Regions from separate parts of the Mus musculus genome. Here regions 1, 3 and 4 are each linked to region 2. A link is a contact called in public promoter capture Hi-C data. All regions are on one chromosome and are shown on one strand. Each heading gives the region's core, a stretch centred on a gene start, on an enhancer-like site or on the middle of the called end of the contact. The rest is flanking DNA. Distances are from core to core; before and after follow the strand shown. Region 1 overlaps Ninj2 (ninjurin 2). Region 2 holds the start of Wnt5b (wingless-type MMTV integration site family, member 5B). Region 3 overlaps B4galnt3 (beta-1,4-N-acetyl-galactosaminyl transferase 3). Region 4 overlaps Ninj2 (ninjurin 2).

Region 1 (3,843 bases), core at 1,342-3,841, 640 kb before region 2:
AAAGCAAATATTCTCCAGGTCCACCCAGCCCACCTCCGCTGCCCCGCTGCCCCGTGGATCCTACTTTTAAGAGCCAAGTAAAAGAGTTAACACGGAAAGAGCAACAAAGACAATGCTGCCTGCCGAGCACAGCTCTGAAAATGGAACTAGTCCCAAATTTGTAAGTGAAGGAACCGAAGTTCCAAGAAATTGGCTGCCCAAAGGTCAGATCTGAAGGGCTGTGTGCCCATATGGAAGTCCTTAGGCCGGCGCTCTTTTTTTGAATATGGTTCTCAACGCGTGTGGATTTGATGTGGAAGCAGAAGCAGCGGGGAGCACACAGTAACGAAGGTGCTGGGTCAGAGGCGTGGCTTGGTGACAGACCACTTCCCTTTCACTCGTAGGCTGGATCCCCAACAGGGGCGGGGGATGGGTAGGCAGGTTCTCTGACTGAATCAGACAATCAGGAGAGATGCCCGGGCATGAGGACCACTGCCCTATCCATGGCTGCCCTGGAAGTCTCTTTCTGCGCGCCTCTGCTGGCCAGTTTCATGTTGATTTTGCCTTTTAATTCATTTAATAGCACCTCCCCCCCCCCTCTGCTCCCCGGAAACCAAGGGTCAGAACAGTTCAGTGAGGTTGCCAGGACCACCCAGCTTTTAAGTATTAGAGTTCCTGGGATCTGGGACCTGGGTCGCTAAGCCACTACACCCAGCTTTCACAAACCTCAAAAGGCCCACCCAGAATTATGGCTCACACCTTCAAACCCAGTACTTAGGAAGCTGGGGTAAGAGGCTTGTTTAAGGCTAGCCTGGGCTACGTAGGATGTTCCAGTTCAACCTGGGCTTCAAGAGTGAGAGATCTTGCCTCAAAAAAGAACCAAACAGACCCTCAAAGGACCAGTCTAAAGAATTTTAATGTAGTATTTCTAGGTTTTCCCACAGGAAAACCAATGAAACGAAGCCCAGATTTCATTTTATCCTGGCAGCCAGGATGGGTGGCAGCATCTCTCCCCTATACCCATTATAGGCACACCATTGCCTTGTCTCCGAGAGCCCGAGGCCCCTTTCTTTTCATCCTCGGCCACACCAGAGCTGAGGCGTCATGGGTGCTGAAGGGCTCTGCCACTTCAGTACATCTGAGCCACGGGATTTCTCCAAGCTGTAATGGAGAACCTGAATCCAGAGAGAAGTCTAAATGTAGAATAAAAAATAAACAAAGAAAGAAGGAAGAAAAGAAACAGAGAGAGAGAGAGAGAGATGCCTTTGTCTCCAAACAATGACAAACAAACCCAGAAGTTAGTTCTGAAGTTGAAAGTCAACATTGCACACCACGATGAGAGTGAGTGTGGCCTCCCCACTAGAGCATACATTTCAAAAGGCGAGAGTTCTTGTTTGGAATGTAATGCAATTAGAACAAGAAGTACTGACAGTTTCTGGCTGTAGTCCAGGTGAGAAGACCCCCAGCAGGCCATGGTATCTGTCAGCTAGATGGGAAAAGGGGAAGGTGCTGAATTTTCCACCCCATCCAGCCCGGAGAGAGCCTGCCAAGATGCCCGCCTATTCAGTCCAGTTCAACAAACCACATCTCCAGCTCCTTCTATCAGACGCAGACATCTAGGATGCAGTGAAGATCCCTGCCTGCCGTACAGTCCTGCCCTCCTAATCTCCTAAAACGGCAAGGGTTAGCAGGGAATAAAGTGTCTAAAGTGGGGAAGCCAGGAGATAAAATGACCCTTCATGCCACCCCAACGGCTGCTGCGGGGACTGTGGACTTTGTCTCCCTCGGTGCTGCAGCACCTCACCTGACAGGGCTAATGAACAAGTGAATGAACTCTGCATTCATTCAGAAAGGGCCTAGCAGACGGAAGAGGAGTTGTGTGCCAGACCCCCTTCAATGGAGCATCTTGCTTGCTGTACTGCAGTATCCTTGGTACTGGCCATAGATGAAATAGACTATAGAGGGAATAAACAAGAGAGGATTCAGGGAGCACAGAGTCCCCAGTGCTGGGGTGACGACAGTCCTGAGGGGCCCCCTTTGACTGACTTGCCAGCATGAGTCAGCAGGACTGTGCCCACCTGGGACCCTGACCCAGCCCAGGTGCTTTGCTCTCACCCAGCCCTCATTCCTTCCTCGCCCAGCTGGTGCAGCTGGAGACCTCACATGGCGGGTGCACCGCTCTCTCTTCAGTTCTCAGGCTTCCAGTGCCGCTGTGAGATGGGAGGACACAGTCACTGAGCCCAGCCTGCACTCAGCAGTGCCTCTGATAGCAGACAAAGCTGAAGGAAACCGAGGGGGAGCGAGCAAGCCAGCAATGGCAGAGTTCTCTGTGGAGCCAGGGAGGTCTGACTGGAGGGGGCTCTCCCTATCTCTGCTGGGTGACCTTGGAGCCCCCACAAAGCCTTGCTGCTTCTCTGCTTTTGATGTCTGGAAGGACCTTCCTCTGAAAGATTTCCTTCTCACCAGAAGTCAGTGTAGGCCTACTCTGGATTGAGCAAACCCCCCAACAAAATAGCTAAAATAGCTTCTTAACTAAGGTCAAGGGATCGTACCGGAAACAGCCCAGCATCAGGCCCTGGCAAACTGGCAGATTCTCTGTCTTTCTCCAGTCGTGGGGACCAAGATAAAAATTTGTGCGTAAACCGGGCGTGGCGCATGCCTTTAATCCCAGCACTTGGGAGGCAGAGGCGGGCGGATTTCTGAGTCCTAGGCCAGCCTGGTCTACAAAGTGAGTTCCAGGACAGCCAGGGCTATACAGAGAAACCCTGTCTCGAAAAGCCAAAACAAAAACAACAACAACAACAACAAAAAAAAACGAAACTTGTTCTTAGGAGGAAGCAACCCCTCCCACCCTCTGAACTGAGCTCCATCCCCAGCCCAGTCCTAGAGCTGCGCTTTTTTTTTTTTTTTTGGAGACTGTCTCATGTGGCCTTTCAGTAGCTGAGGATGACCTTGAACTCCTAATCCTCCTGCCTCCTCCACCTTGCAAGTGCTGGGTGCATTCACCAGGAGTGTTACCTAGGTGGCCTTGAATTCTTTCTTCCTCCTCCTGGGGAACTGGAGTTATAGGCATGTACTTCCATGTCTGACCTGACCATGACCTCTTAAAAAAAAAACTCAAAAACTATATATATGCGTGCGCGTGCGTGTGTGTGTGTGTGTGTGTGTGTGTGTATGTGTGTGTGTGTGTGAATTTGCATTCATGTATGTGTATGTACCAAGTACATGCTTGGTGTCCTCAGAAGCCAGAAGGGGGCATCAGATCCCCTGGAACTGGAGTTACAGATGGTTATGAATCAACATGTGGATGCCAGGAAACGAACCTGAGTCCTCTGGAAGGGGCATGGAATGTGGGTCACAGGATTGAACTCAGATCAGCTGGCTCAAGTGGCAAGAGCTTTTACCTGCTGATCTGTCTTGTCCCTCTTCAATACCCTTGCTGACTTGGTGCTATTGTGTTTATTTGTTTCTTCTTTCTTTGTTTCTTTCCTCCCCCCTCCCCCACCCCAAGATAGGGTTTCTCTGTGTAGCCCTGGCTGTCCTGGAACTTGCTCTGTAGACCAGGCTGGCCTTGAACACAGAGATTCTCCTGCCTCTGCACCACCCACCCCACCTGGTGCACTGTGTTCTTTCAAATTCTTCACATGCACCAACCATTTCACCATCTTTCATCAAAACCATCTGAGGGGATCTTAGTTTGAGGGATTAGCTTGCCCAAGGTCGCACAGCTGAGAGGCATAAGAGTCAAGACTTGAATCCAGGTCTGCCCTGTTCCAACCCCCTAACCTTTGTGCTGTTCTGTCTGCCACTCACAGCTCTTGGTCTTTTGCCCTGGTCCTGGAAGACTGGAGCTCTGGGGAAGTC
Region 2 (3,691 bases), core at 1,141-3,640:
GCGTTCTGAAGACAGTCCCTTCAGTAATCAGAGCTGAGGTCACTGAAATTCCTGTAGGACCAACTATTTTTTCCTAGTTTTCCCAGGCTTGCCTTCCTTTCCCTCCCATCTGCCCACTCTCTCCCCTTCTCTCCTTCCCTTCATTTATGTATTTATTTATGTATCTACTTATTTATTTTGGTTTTTCAAAATAGGTTTCTCTGTGTAGCCCTGGCTATCCTGGAACTCATCCTATAGACCAGTCTGCTCCCAAACTCATAGAAATCTGCCTGCCTCTGCCTCTGAGTGTTGGGATTAAAGGCATGCACCACCAAAGCCCAGCTGTTGTTGATGCTTCCTCTTCCTTCTCTTCCTCCCCCTCTTTCTCCTCTTCTCCTTCCTCCTCCTCTCCTTCCTGCTCCTCTTCCTCCTCCTCCTTTTCCTCCTCCTCCTCCTCCTCCTTTTGATGTAGGACCTCACTGTGTAGTCCATGCCGATGACAAACTTCTTGTCCTTCCTTCTTTTTCTTTATTATTTTATATTATTATTTGGTTGTTTTGAGACAGGGTCTCACTCTGTAGTGCGTCTGGTCATCATGGCAAGGCTGGAGGTGGCTGGCTACATTACATCTGTGGTCAAGAAGTGGACAGCGATAGATACTCATGTCCAACTGGCTATCTCCTACTCATTCCATCATTTAGTGGGCATCTTTCCCCTCAACTAACCAGCCTAGAAAAATCATCCAAAGACATGCCCAGAAATTTGTCTCCAAGGCAATACTAGATCCTGCCAGATTGCCAATCAATCTAAAGCAGACCTTCTTGCCAGCCTCTGGAGCACAGGTTCTGTATAGACCTCGCTAGCTCACGGCCCAGGCTATGCAGCCTGCTCATGATATGCATCTTAGCTGAGCAAGGGCTTCCCACAGGGCCACTATCTGATGTATCTTGGACAAAGGAGGGAAGGAGGGATGTGCTGGCTGCTGGCTGAGTTGCTTCTCTCACGCTGTCAGCGAGGGGCAGGCAGAGCAAAATGACCCTGGGCGAGCATGAGCATTCTAGGGGTCCACCTCCCCACATCCTGTTTCTCTAGACTTTAAACTTCCGGATGGTGAGAGCTCACGGATTGAACCCCAGGCAGCATTCAGGTTTTGTTCCCAGGTGGCCTTCTGGAGTGATTACAACCTCCAGGTTTTCCCTGAAACTTCCACAAAGCCAGAAGCCCAGAACGAATGATTCACTAGAGGGAAATACTGGAGCCAATTATAAACTGACAAAGCCAACTCAGAGATTTTGTGCTTGTTTTAGATGGCTCTCCCCTTGTCCCATGTGTCCCCAAGGATAAAGCCCTTGAACTGGACTCCCTGAGAGGGCAGGGTCCTATAATTATCATAAGGCATTGATTTACTGGCTGGACCAGATCTTGTAAACCACGCTCACTTCCAAGTGAGAAAAGTCCCGGAGTACCTGGGCTGCTGCCACCCCAATTCCAAGAGCCTTTCTTTCCAATTAAGGGATCATTTGATGAAAATATCCCTTAACTCTTCCTATTGTGACCCCTGAGAACAACAGCTCCTTACACCTCCTCAGTGTGATGAGTTCCTTGTCTTTTTAATGCCCAGAAGGGGGATTCTGTCCCCTTCTTTGGTTTCTAGGTCAAAAGTACAGTGTCTTTGATTATTACTGCTGGTTCCTTCCCCTCACCGAACTGAATTTCGAGGGAATTTCTTTAGCAGGGTGACAAACTCACAACCTGCAGAATGGATTCAGATCATGTGCTCGTGGTGGGCACCATGTAACCAGGATCTGGAACAGGGTTCTGCCACCAGCTGGAGGCCTGGACTCCCCAAAGCCTCTTCTAATTCCTTTCACCTTTTCCGGTTCCTTGGGCAGCTCACTGTGGTGTTCTGTGAGGAAACAGACTAACAGACTATAGGAACCGCCATAAAAGTGTTTAAATTCTGCCCTGAGCTAAGGCCAAACACTGGCCTCTAGTGACCTTTGCAGGCTACTAACGGTAGGGTCCTTTTATGTGCCTCATGTTTATCCGGAGACTAACTGGGCCCTAAGTCCTGACAGAAGCCTTTCCCGCTAGAACAATCCAGGCATCAGAGTCCCAGTCTGAGACCTGCCTGTGTGGGTCCGGACCGGGGTTTGCAGAGTGGAAATAGCTCCCGGGTCGCTTCGCAGCTCCGGACTCCAAAGGGTGTCACCAAAAGGTGAGTCACGCGTCCGCGCTCCACGTCCACGCGCGGTTGCAGTGCTCTGTCCCCGCAGAGTCTGCGGGACAGTGGGCGCGGAGGGGCGCGGAAGGCAGGTGCGGGGGCCGGTCCGGCTCCGGGGAGGAGCCCTCCGGAGCTGGGCGTCGCGCGCGGCCGCGGGCTGCGGGGGGCGGGGAGGCGGCGCGGGGCGGGGCGGGGCGCAGGCGGCGGAGCCCCGGGATCGCGCGCCCCGCGCCGGCGCTGCACTCGAGCCGTGGCCGCCAACGGTGCCGCTAAGTCGGGGCCGAAACTTCTCGGGGTCCCGCGCTCCAGGCCGGTGGCGCTAGCGGCGCCTGAAGGGACGGTGGGGACAACGCGTCTCCCCGGACCCCGAGACCGCGCAGCCTGCGGCCGAGTCGGAGCTCCGGGCGCCCAGCGCCCATCAGGGCGGACCGGGCACTCCGGGCGGGCAGGCTCCGGCCGCGGATGAGGAGTGCGGGGCGGCTGCGCGAGCGGCCCGCGCGCTGAGCCGAGGCTGCCCCGTCCCGTGGACGACCCGACGCCGCAGCCCCCGCAGGTAAGCTCGGGAGTCGGCCCCGCGCCGGCCGAGGGCGCTGTGTGGCCAGGTGGCGGGAAAGGGGCGCGCGGCGACGGGCTCCGCGGGCCGTTGCGAACAAAGCTGGGGCCGCGCGCGGGTGCCTGGCGCGGGCAGGTGGGGCGCGAGCGTCCAGGGGCTCTGCGCTCGTACGGCGCCTGGCCCGGAGCGGGACTGGCCCCCGGGGCGCTGCGCGTCGCCTCCGCGAAGCGGGGAACCCGGAGCTGCTCCGCTTTTCCTGGCTCGCCGGGGCCCAGCTGCAGTTTTGCGCGCGACGAACGGCGCGGAGTGTCTCCGACAGGTACTGCGAAGGGATGACTTTAGCCCAAGTTCCTGTCCCAGGCCACCGCGGGTCACACACTGGAGACGTGGTGCTGTCTGGTTCTCGACTGCTCCTCTGCATCTCTCTGTCCATCCTCGCGGGGCGCCTCAGAGGGTATCTGGCCCAACACTCTGGTCAGACCCAACTTTCTTGGGTATTTGCATCCTCACAAGTCATTGTTGAACACTGCTCACTTTGCTTCTAGAACGATCGGTTCTGTTTTGCAGGCAGAGAAACTGAAGTGGCTCAAGCCCAGGGTGAGTTGCACAGTGAATCGATGGAGGAGGAAACGTTTGTCCCCATAACCAAGGTCCCTTTTCAATGCTTTTGCACTGCCAGGCCACGTTGGCAAAGCTTTCAGCAGCTGCCACCTTGAGCAGTTTCAGCCTGGTACCTGGAAGAAAAAAAGACCCAGGGTCAAGTTAGCAGTCTCCTCAACTACTCAGGCCACCTCAGAGAAAGGCTCCCATTTGCCAGAACTTTGGTGTTCTGGCTGTCAATATAGGAACAGAGATAGCAAGCAAGCAGGGGCTCACTCCTTGCCAGAGATCAGCACTTAGGCAGGTCCATGTGGACATATTAGGGTTTCTCTTTT
Region 3 (3,541 bases), core at 421-2,920, 730 kb before region 2:
AGCAGCAACTAAGACAGGACTGATATTTAGAACTGATTAAAAAAATAAAAAATAAAAATAAAGGAAAAGACAAAGACCTGGCCTGGTAATGCATACCTGTTATTCTAGCTTCTAGGGAAACTGAGGCAGAAAAAGTATAAGTTTTAAGGCTTGCCTGGGTACAAAATGAGTTCAAGGCCAACCCTGATAACTTAAGGAGACCCTGTACCAAAATAAAGGCTGAAAAGAAAAGAAAAGAAGGGGAGAAAAGAAAGGAGGCTCTAGATGTAGCTCAGTGGTTAATCACTCGCTTGGCATCCTGTGTGAGGCCCTAGGCTCACTCTCTAGTACTGTCCCCTCCCTCCCCACAGAGAAGGATGAAAGGGGTGGGCAGAAAAAACACAACCCTTTTCTCTTTTGAGAACATAGTAGATCTGGGCAGCAGCAGTGTGACTTTCAGTCTTGTTCTGATGTGAACTGGCTGTCCGTCTTTCGGTGGAGTCAGCCCTGCTCTTCCATGTCTGAGGCTCAGTCTTTCTTTGTCAGCACAGAGCCCCAACTGTGAGTCCTGGTCTTATCTAACCCTGACATTGTCCTCAGAGGAGTGGTATTTGCCTCAGCTTTCAGTATCCTGAGCTGAATGTGGCCAGAGAAAAGTGAGCAAAAAAGAAACTAGGGAAGATGACTGGGTTCAAATCCAGGCTCCTTAGAATCACTCGCTGTGTAAACTCACCTCACCCAGGTGAGATGGGAGGCTGGGCGGAGACACGCTCTATCCCTGAGATGGCCGCTGTCTTCACCTCCCCCTTCCCACTGGAGAAGGAAAGGTTGACCCGGCAGGTGGGGTTTATGGGGAAGGCTAAGGTTGGATGTTGATGTGGGGCTGGCTCTTCAGCTGAAGAGGCTCGGTGACTTTTAGGGGGCATCTCCCTAAGCCTTAGTCACCGTTGTCTTCAATCTCCAAGTCCTCCCCTACACTTCTGGGCTATAGACTGGACTGGACCCTACCCTAGGGCCTCACCCTCTTTTCCTCCTGCCTGCTGGGCAGCCACCACATAAACACTGCAGTGTGCTTAGCCCCGGAGCAGGAAGACTTCTGTTCAGGGACTGGCTGAGGAATTGCCCACTAATTTTGGCAGTTCCTGCCACAAGCTTGACCAGACCATCAGAAGTGAGGGAATGAGAAGTAGGAGTTAGTGAGTCATGGGCAGAGCTATGGGGAGGAAGCCCTTGGCAGAGGTGCCCGTCCGGGGAGCCAGTTTCCCTTGCAGTGATGGGGAGCAGGGGAGCAGGGGCTCTGGATCCTTCTCCCCACCCCCAGGCTTGCTCACTCAGGTAGCTGTTCCGATGAGCCCCCCAGGGGCGGTCTGTTAATGGTAATAACGACCCTGACTGCCCAAGGTGAAACCCTGGCACAGGCTTTGTTTTTAGAGAGTGCAGCGTTCAGGCTAGGGCTGAGCCCATCCCTGGATGCAGGTGTGGGGGAAGAGACACAGCGCAGCTGTCAAAATCCAGGTGGCCCTCTTCTCTTGTGTTTCTGTAGGGTGCAGCCCGAGGGTGACCAGGGTGGGAGGGTGGGATTGCTTTCTGTGCCTTTTCCTAACCCCTTGTCCTGGGGCAGGGCAGACAGGCTCCCAGTCATTACCTCACCGCAGGGCCCTGTTTGCCAGAGTAGAGAGGAGGAACAGCTTGGGTGGAGAGCTCCAGGCTAATTTTAGACTTGGAGACTCCCAGGCAGCTGGCTGGGACAACTGGGGTCTGTCTCCTTGCAGGGAGCTGTGCATGTGGCTCTATAGGTCTGCTTGGGGTGTTGGGTGAGGGTGGTGGGGGAGGGGAGATTGGGGGTGGGGCACATTCCTGCCTCAGCCTCTGCTTCAGGGAAAGCCAGGCTGGAGTTAGGTTCCTCTGCACCAAGGGCTCAGGAACTGTTACTTTTTCCAACCTTGTTTTTCCTTGTGTTAAGATATTTCCAGTCTCCACGTGTCCAGGTGGCTTTGGAGACTAGAAACTACTAATATAGCACCCCAAGGTGGGGTCTTTGAAACTCCAAAAGGGGACGTGAGCATGCATATCCAGCCTCCCCCTCACCTCAATACCTAGCTAATCATCTAATTTTATATTTTTCAATCTTTTTCCCGTTGGCACACATATAGTAAATGGAAAAAAAAGATTGAGTCACACATGGGGATAAAGACATGAAGGTCGCTGTTGGGTGCAGTCAGCTCCTTGCTTCTGTTTCCCTAGTCCCAGAATTGAGTCCATGGTCCTTTCATTACCCATCTGAAGCCCAGTGGTGACCCAGGCACGCTGGTGGTGGTGTTTTCTGGTGTTTTCTCATCGACTCCCGACCCAGGAAACACTAGAAGGGAAGCCAGAAAGCCGGAGAGGTTTTACAAATGAGAAAGCTGAGGAGAACTTTGTCCAAGGTCAGATAGTTAAAAAGTCAAAAGGCAGAGGCTGGGGAGATGGTTCCGTGGTTTAAAAGCACTGGCTGCTCCTCTAGAGAACCCTCGTTCAATTCCCAACACCCACACGACAGCTCAGAGCTGTCTAACTTCAGTTTTAGGGGACCCATCCCATCATCAGGCATGGGTGTCCTGCACATAGCTGTGCACAGAGGCAAAATACCCGTACACATTAAAAACAAACAAACAAAAAAAGTCCAAAGGCTTGCCGTTCCGAGCCAAGCCTGGTTGTGCTTGCCTGTGATCCCAGCACCCAGGAGGCTAAGGTAAGAAGATTATGAGTTAGGGGTCAGCATGGGCTACACATATAGTAGAAATGTTTCAGAAAAAAAGAGGGAAAAGCTACATTTGGTTCTGGTTCTGCTCTAACAGCTATCCATACCCTCATTCACTCAACTTTATTAGTTTATTTAGAGGTGTGTGTGGGTCTCAGAATTTTTCTTGGTGGCTTCAAAGTTCTGGGCTCAAGCCAAACTCGTGTTTTAGTGACCCAAGTACTTAGGACTACAGGTCTGCCACACATAGTGTGTGCACATAAAAGTTTATTACTCTGGATACAAATAGATGCTGGGATCGTAGCTCAGTGGTCAGCCCCGAGTTGATCTCTAGCACTGCAGACAACAAAAAATCCTCCAGACAGCGGAGTCTTGGGGTGGGGGTCAGAATCTGGGAAGAGAGCTGGGAATTTGAAGAGATGCAAAAAAAAAAAAGTTATGAAGGAACTTCGTCTGATTCATAAGCACGGGGGTGGATACCCAGATATAACCTTGCCAGCCATCTCTCTGTTCCTTCTAATATCTTTACTTTCAAATGTAATTGAAAGTCTGAGGAAGTTTACAGGTTGGAGAAAGTGGTCTGGTTAGGTCAGGAGGAGAAACCTAAGAAGAAAACGTAGGGGGCTGGAGAGATGGCTCATCGGGTAAGAACACTGGCTGTTTTTCCAGAGTATCCAGGTTCAGTAACTAACACGCACCTGGCAACTCAAAACTGTCTGTAACTCCAGTTTAGGGGCTCTGACACTCTCATACAGACATACATTCAAGCAAAACACCAATGCACACAAAATAAAAAAAAAAAAGAAAATATTTTAAAAAAAT
Region 4 (3,770 bases), core at 1,268-3,767, 620 kb before region 2:
TTTCCCCTGGTGGTTTGAGAAGGGACGTGGGACGTGAGACAGGAGCAGGTGTGTGGTAGTGGACAGAGTTGGAGGCACCTGGCCCAAAGTCTACAATCTAAGCAGTGCCCTCTCTCCTCCATTATCGTTCTAGAAATTGGGTTTTTGGGGTTTCCTCCCTACTCCAGTATGGATCCAGACAGGTATCTGGCCAGAAAGACTAGCTAGAACTGGAACTGGTAGCACAAGGCCATAATTCCAGTTACTGGGGATGGGAGTAGGACCGGAAGATCTCAAGTTCAAGGCCAACCTGAGCTCCACAGTGAGACACTGTCTTAAAAGAAAACCAAATTTTCACAAAAAAGGAAAACAGAGATAAAGACAAGGGGCAGTTAGATACAAAGTTTAAGAAAATGAAAGACTCCACTCACAAGGCTGAAGAGCCCAACAACAGGAATTCCAGATAAGATGAACTGAGAAAGAAAGGGCAAGATAATTCAGACTTTTAAACGTGACTTAGATTTTTTTTTCCCCTAGAGCAGAGAACACACATTTTTAAGTGTAAAGTCCTGGCCAACTATGCATTACTGTGAGTTAGAAAAGATGTGCCTACCCCAAGGTGCGTTATGGTGACCTTTTAGAACTGGAGGTGAGAAGAATCTAAAAGCTTTCAGACGTGAGACACACAGACCAGTGTGGGTCTCAGCCTTCCCAATGCTGCCACCCTTTAATACAATTCTTCATGTTGTGGTGACCCCCTAAGCATAAAATCATTTTGTGGCTACTCCATAACTGTCATTTTACTACTGTTACGAATCATAATGCAAATAGTTGATATGCAGGCTATCTGATATGTGACCCTGCAACCCACGGGTTGAGAACCAGCGCAAAGGACAGAAGCCTGGTGTTGGTGTAACCGCAGCCTCACTAGAAGCTGAGGGTACGGGTGACTTCATTTACCCCAGCACGCAAACACTGCGTTGCCTTTGCTTGCTGCCATAGGGAATTACTAAAGGGCATCACAGAACCAGGGCAAACCAAGAGAAGGCAAGACATGCAACCTACAGGACTCTGGACAGAATCACCTTGTCACTGAGGAGATCTGAGGGAAAAGAGAAAAGGAGGTGAGGAGAGGTGGGGCATCCCAGGGGCGGGGCATTCCAGGGGTGGGGCCGGGATAACTAGGCCTTGAGTTAAGTACATGGAACACTGACCAAGAGGATCCTGTGGGTCTAGTGAGATTGTTCAACATGTAAAGGCACTTGCCCTTTAGTCTGATGGCCTGAGTTCAATCCCTGGGACCCCACTCCCAAGAGTTGTCCTCTCACCTACACACACACACACACACACACACACACACACACACACACACATTTTTTTCTTTTCTTTTTAAGAAAGGTCTGTGGTCATGAGAACCCCTGGTTTCAAATCTTTATGAAGCCCAGTTACACTCTCACCCTTTGGCTTTATGACACCCCATCTTTCTACAACAAATCCTCCCGACTTCACAGTTCCCCCAGTGGATTTTAACCACGATTTCTCCAGAAACCTTTTTTATTCAAGCAACTTGAAGCAGCGTTACCAGAGCGTTTATTACAAATGCTCTTGGCCTCCCCCTAGACCCAGCCAATCAGAATATTGTCCCCTTGTCCCCTTTTTGTTTCAAGGCTTGGGCTGAAACTCAGCCTTGCACACACTGGATGGGCCCTCGGCCACTGAGCCTCACACTTGAGCTGAAGAACCTGACTTTGTTTTTAGATTTGCTTACTCTATTTTAGGAGCGTGGGTACTTTGCCTGCATGTGTATCTGTGCACCACATGTGTGCCTGATGTTCCCAGAGGTCAGAGGAGGGCATCGGATCCCCAGGAACTGAGTATTGATGATTGTGAGTCACTTATGTAGCTGCTGGGAACCAAACCTGGGTCCTCTGAAAGAGTGTAAGTTTCTCTTAACCGCAGAGCCAACTCTCCAACCCCTAGTACCTGCATTATAGGAGCAACTAGGGTTCCAGGTCACCTGTATATCTATTAAAGTCTGAGAAGCAGTGTGCTACACCTGCTTTTCAAGGTAGCATGCTGGGCATACTAGAGATAGCTGACCCTAAGCACGCACCAGGCATCATGGTGCATACCTATAATCCCAGCTTTAGGGAGGTAAAGGTAGGGGAATCTAAAGTTCACAGTTATCTCACTTAACCACTCCTACCCGACCCCCCACCTAGCCCATCCTGGGGCTGCAGGAGAGCTTGAACCATGGGATCAATAGCAGCCCTGTACCACATTACTAAAGCAAGCACAGGACTAAAAGGGCAGAAAACACATTGTATCAGCCGAGGCTTCAGCGCTATGCAGGAACCCAGCAGGTTAGTCAGGTCAGGTATCCCTGGCTGGCAACCATTAAATAAAATCACCTCTCAAGTGTGGCAGTTGGCTGTGAATAAATGACCAATGACTGTCAACATCCCGCTGACACAGGCTGGGTGCTGGGCTAAGGCTCTCTTCTTGGCAGAGAGAGCCTTCTGCCCCTGTGCTCAGGAAGTTGGCAGGAGGAGACAGGCTGAGTTAGTCGCTGCTAATCGCTTTTTCAGACAGAAACCTGTGGCCTACAGGACTAGGGGAAAGGAGAAGTGGGCAGAAAGGAGGCTGGGGGCCCCTGTGGGGGTGGGATAGGAAATCACATTCCCATTCTTGGCAGGAGCTGGCTGCCTCCCACCACTTTTCCTGGTTGAGGTCCTTTGGCAGTCAGCCACAGCCTTTGTGCTGTGGGTGCCACCCCCATTTCAACATGAGCACATTAGAATGGGAGGCGGAATTGTAACGATGGTACAGGCAAGAGGAAATGGACTTGTGGACAGCTGAAGCCCCAGCTCAGCCCTCCATGTGCTGTGACTAAGAAAATAAGAGGAGGAAGAAGAGAAGAAGGAAGAGGAGGAGGAAGAGGAAGAGGAGGAGGAGGAGGAGGAGGAGGAAGAAGAAGAAGAAGACCCCAGCACTCTCAAATTATACATGTGAGAGTCCTTTAAAGTATCATTGGAATCTTACATTATTCATCAGTAACAAACTCTACCATTGAATGTCTGTCCTCATGAAGGCTCAGTGTCAACTCTGGAGCCACCAGTGTAGCAACAGTCAAACACAAACTTCAAAGCATACTGAACACTTAAGACTGCACTAGGTCCGGCCTGCAATCCCAGCTACTAATGAAGTCGAAGCAGTAGGATTAAAGGGTCTCGTCTCAAAATGGAAATTATAAAGAGGGCCAAGGGTATGACTCCATAATGAAGTATCTGCCTATCATATGTGAAATCCTAAATTCAGCCCCTAGTAACACACACACACACACACACACACACACACACACACACACACACACGTGGGGGGGGGTGTGAAATGGAGAGGGAACAATCACTATCTGATTTTGTTAAATCTATTTTTATTTTCTGTGCATTGCTGTTTTGCCTGAATGTATGTCTGCATGAGGGTGCCTGATCCTGGAGTTATGAGTTACCATGTGGGTGCTAGGAATTAATCCTGGGTCATCTGGAAGAATAGTCAGTGATCTTAACCACTGAGCCATCTCTTAGGCACTGAGAGAGAGTTTATTTTATATATGTAAGTACACTGTAGCTGTCTTTATATCTTCAGACACACCAGAAAAGGGCATCAGATCCCATTACAGATGGTTGTGAGCCACCATGTGGTTGCTGGGATTTGAACTCAGGACCTCTGGAAGAGCTGTGCTCTTAAAACACTGAGCCATCTCTCCAACCCCTAAAATATATATTCTAATC

What was found. Promoter capture Hi-C pulls out the DNA fragments that hold promoters and counts their contacts.
Region 1: a contact with region 2 is called in a promoter capture Hi-C map of stem cell-derived epiblast-like cells, with 4 times the contacts expected there. The contact joins the enhancer-like site here to the promoter of Wnt5b in region 2. A contact is called at or near these places in 13 of 39 promoter capture datasets (the 3T3-L1 cell line, cranial neural crest, embryonic stem cells and 8 more), 5 of 484 Hi-C or Micro-C datasets (all in embryonic stem cells), 12 of 115 datasets of contacts at active chromatin or transcription factors (the 230-238 cell line, astrocytes, cardiomyocytes and 5 more) and 1 of 9 other capture datasets (embryonic stem cells).
Region 3: a contact with region 2 is called in a promoter capture Hi-C map of embryonic stem cells, with 2.4 times the contacts expected there. The contact joins the enhancer-like site here to the promoter of Wnt5b in region 2. A contact is called at or near these places in 8 of 39 promoter capture datasets (the 3T3-L1 cell line, the C10 cell line, the HPC-7 cell line and 4 more), 1 of 484 Hi-C or Micro-C datasets (bone marrow-derived macrophages), 3 of 115 datasets of contacts at active chromatin or transcription factors (bone marrow-derived dendritic cells, embryonic stem cells and regulatory T cells) and 2 of 9 other capture datasets (embryonic stem cells and liver).
Region 4: a promoter capture Hi-C map of liver shows a contact between it and region 2, with 2.8 times the contacts expected there. The contact joins the enhancer-like site here to the promoter of Wnt5b in region 2. A contact is called at or near these places in 4 of 39 promoter capture datasets (embryonic stem cells, hippocampal neurons, liver and 1 more) and 2 of 115 datasets of contacts at active chromatin or transcription factors (embryonic stem cells and pancreatic cancer cells).

The regions. Positions count from the first base shown.
Region 1 is chr6:120,184,284-120,188,126 of GRCm38.p6, reverse strand. All of the region lies in intron 1 of Ninj2 (ninjurin 2), which reads right to left. Among named protein-coding and RNA genes, the nearest start is that of Gm25327, 42 kb to the right of the region's middle. Within about 2 kb of position 2,591, at least 32 of the 459 cell types and tissues checked have an H3K27ac peak or open chromatin away from gene starts, as enhancers often do. A contact at or near this core is called in embryonic stem cells and stem cell-derived epiblast-like cells, where this site is marked.
Region 2 is chr6:119,543,046-119,546,736 of GRCm38.p6, reverse strand. It overlaps Wnt5b (wingless-type MMTV integration site family, member 5B), which reads left to right and starts at 2,390. Exons shown (of 5, transcript NM_009525.3): 1 at 2,390-2,756. Gm52875 reads right to left here. Exons shown (of 2, transcript XM_030255703.1): 2 at 2,390-3,490. The coding sequence starts at 3,189. The coding sequence ends at 2,473.
Region 3 is chr6:120,273,165-120,276,705 of GRCm38.p6, reverse strand. The region is part of intron 1 of B4galnt3 (beta-1,4-N-acetyl-galactosaminyl transferase 3); the gene reads left to right. Among named protein-coding and RNA genes, the nearest start is that of B4galnt3, 20 kb to the left of the region's middle. Within about 2 kb of position 1,670, at least 58 of the 459 cell types and tissues checked have an H3K27ac peak or open chromatin away from gene starts, as enhancers often do. A contact at or near this core is called in embryonic stem cells, where this site is marked.
Region 4 is chr6:120,158,213-120,161,982 of GRCm38.p6, reverse strand. The region is part of intron 1 of Ninj2 (ninjurin 2); the gene reads right to left. Among named protein-coding and RNA genes, the nearest start is that of Gm25327, 16 kb to the right of the region's middle. Within about 2 kb of position 2,517, at least 133 of the 459 cell types and tissues checked have an H3K27ac peak or open chromatin away from gene starts, as enhancers often do. A contact at or near this core is called in liver and pancreatic cancer cells, where this site is marked.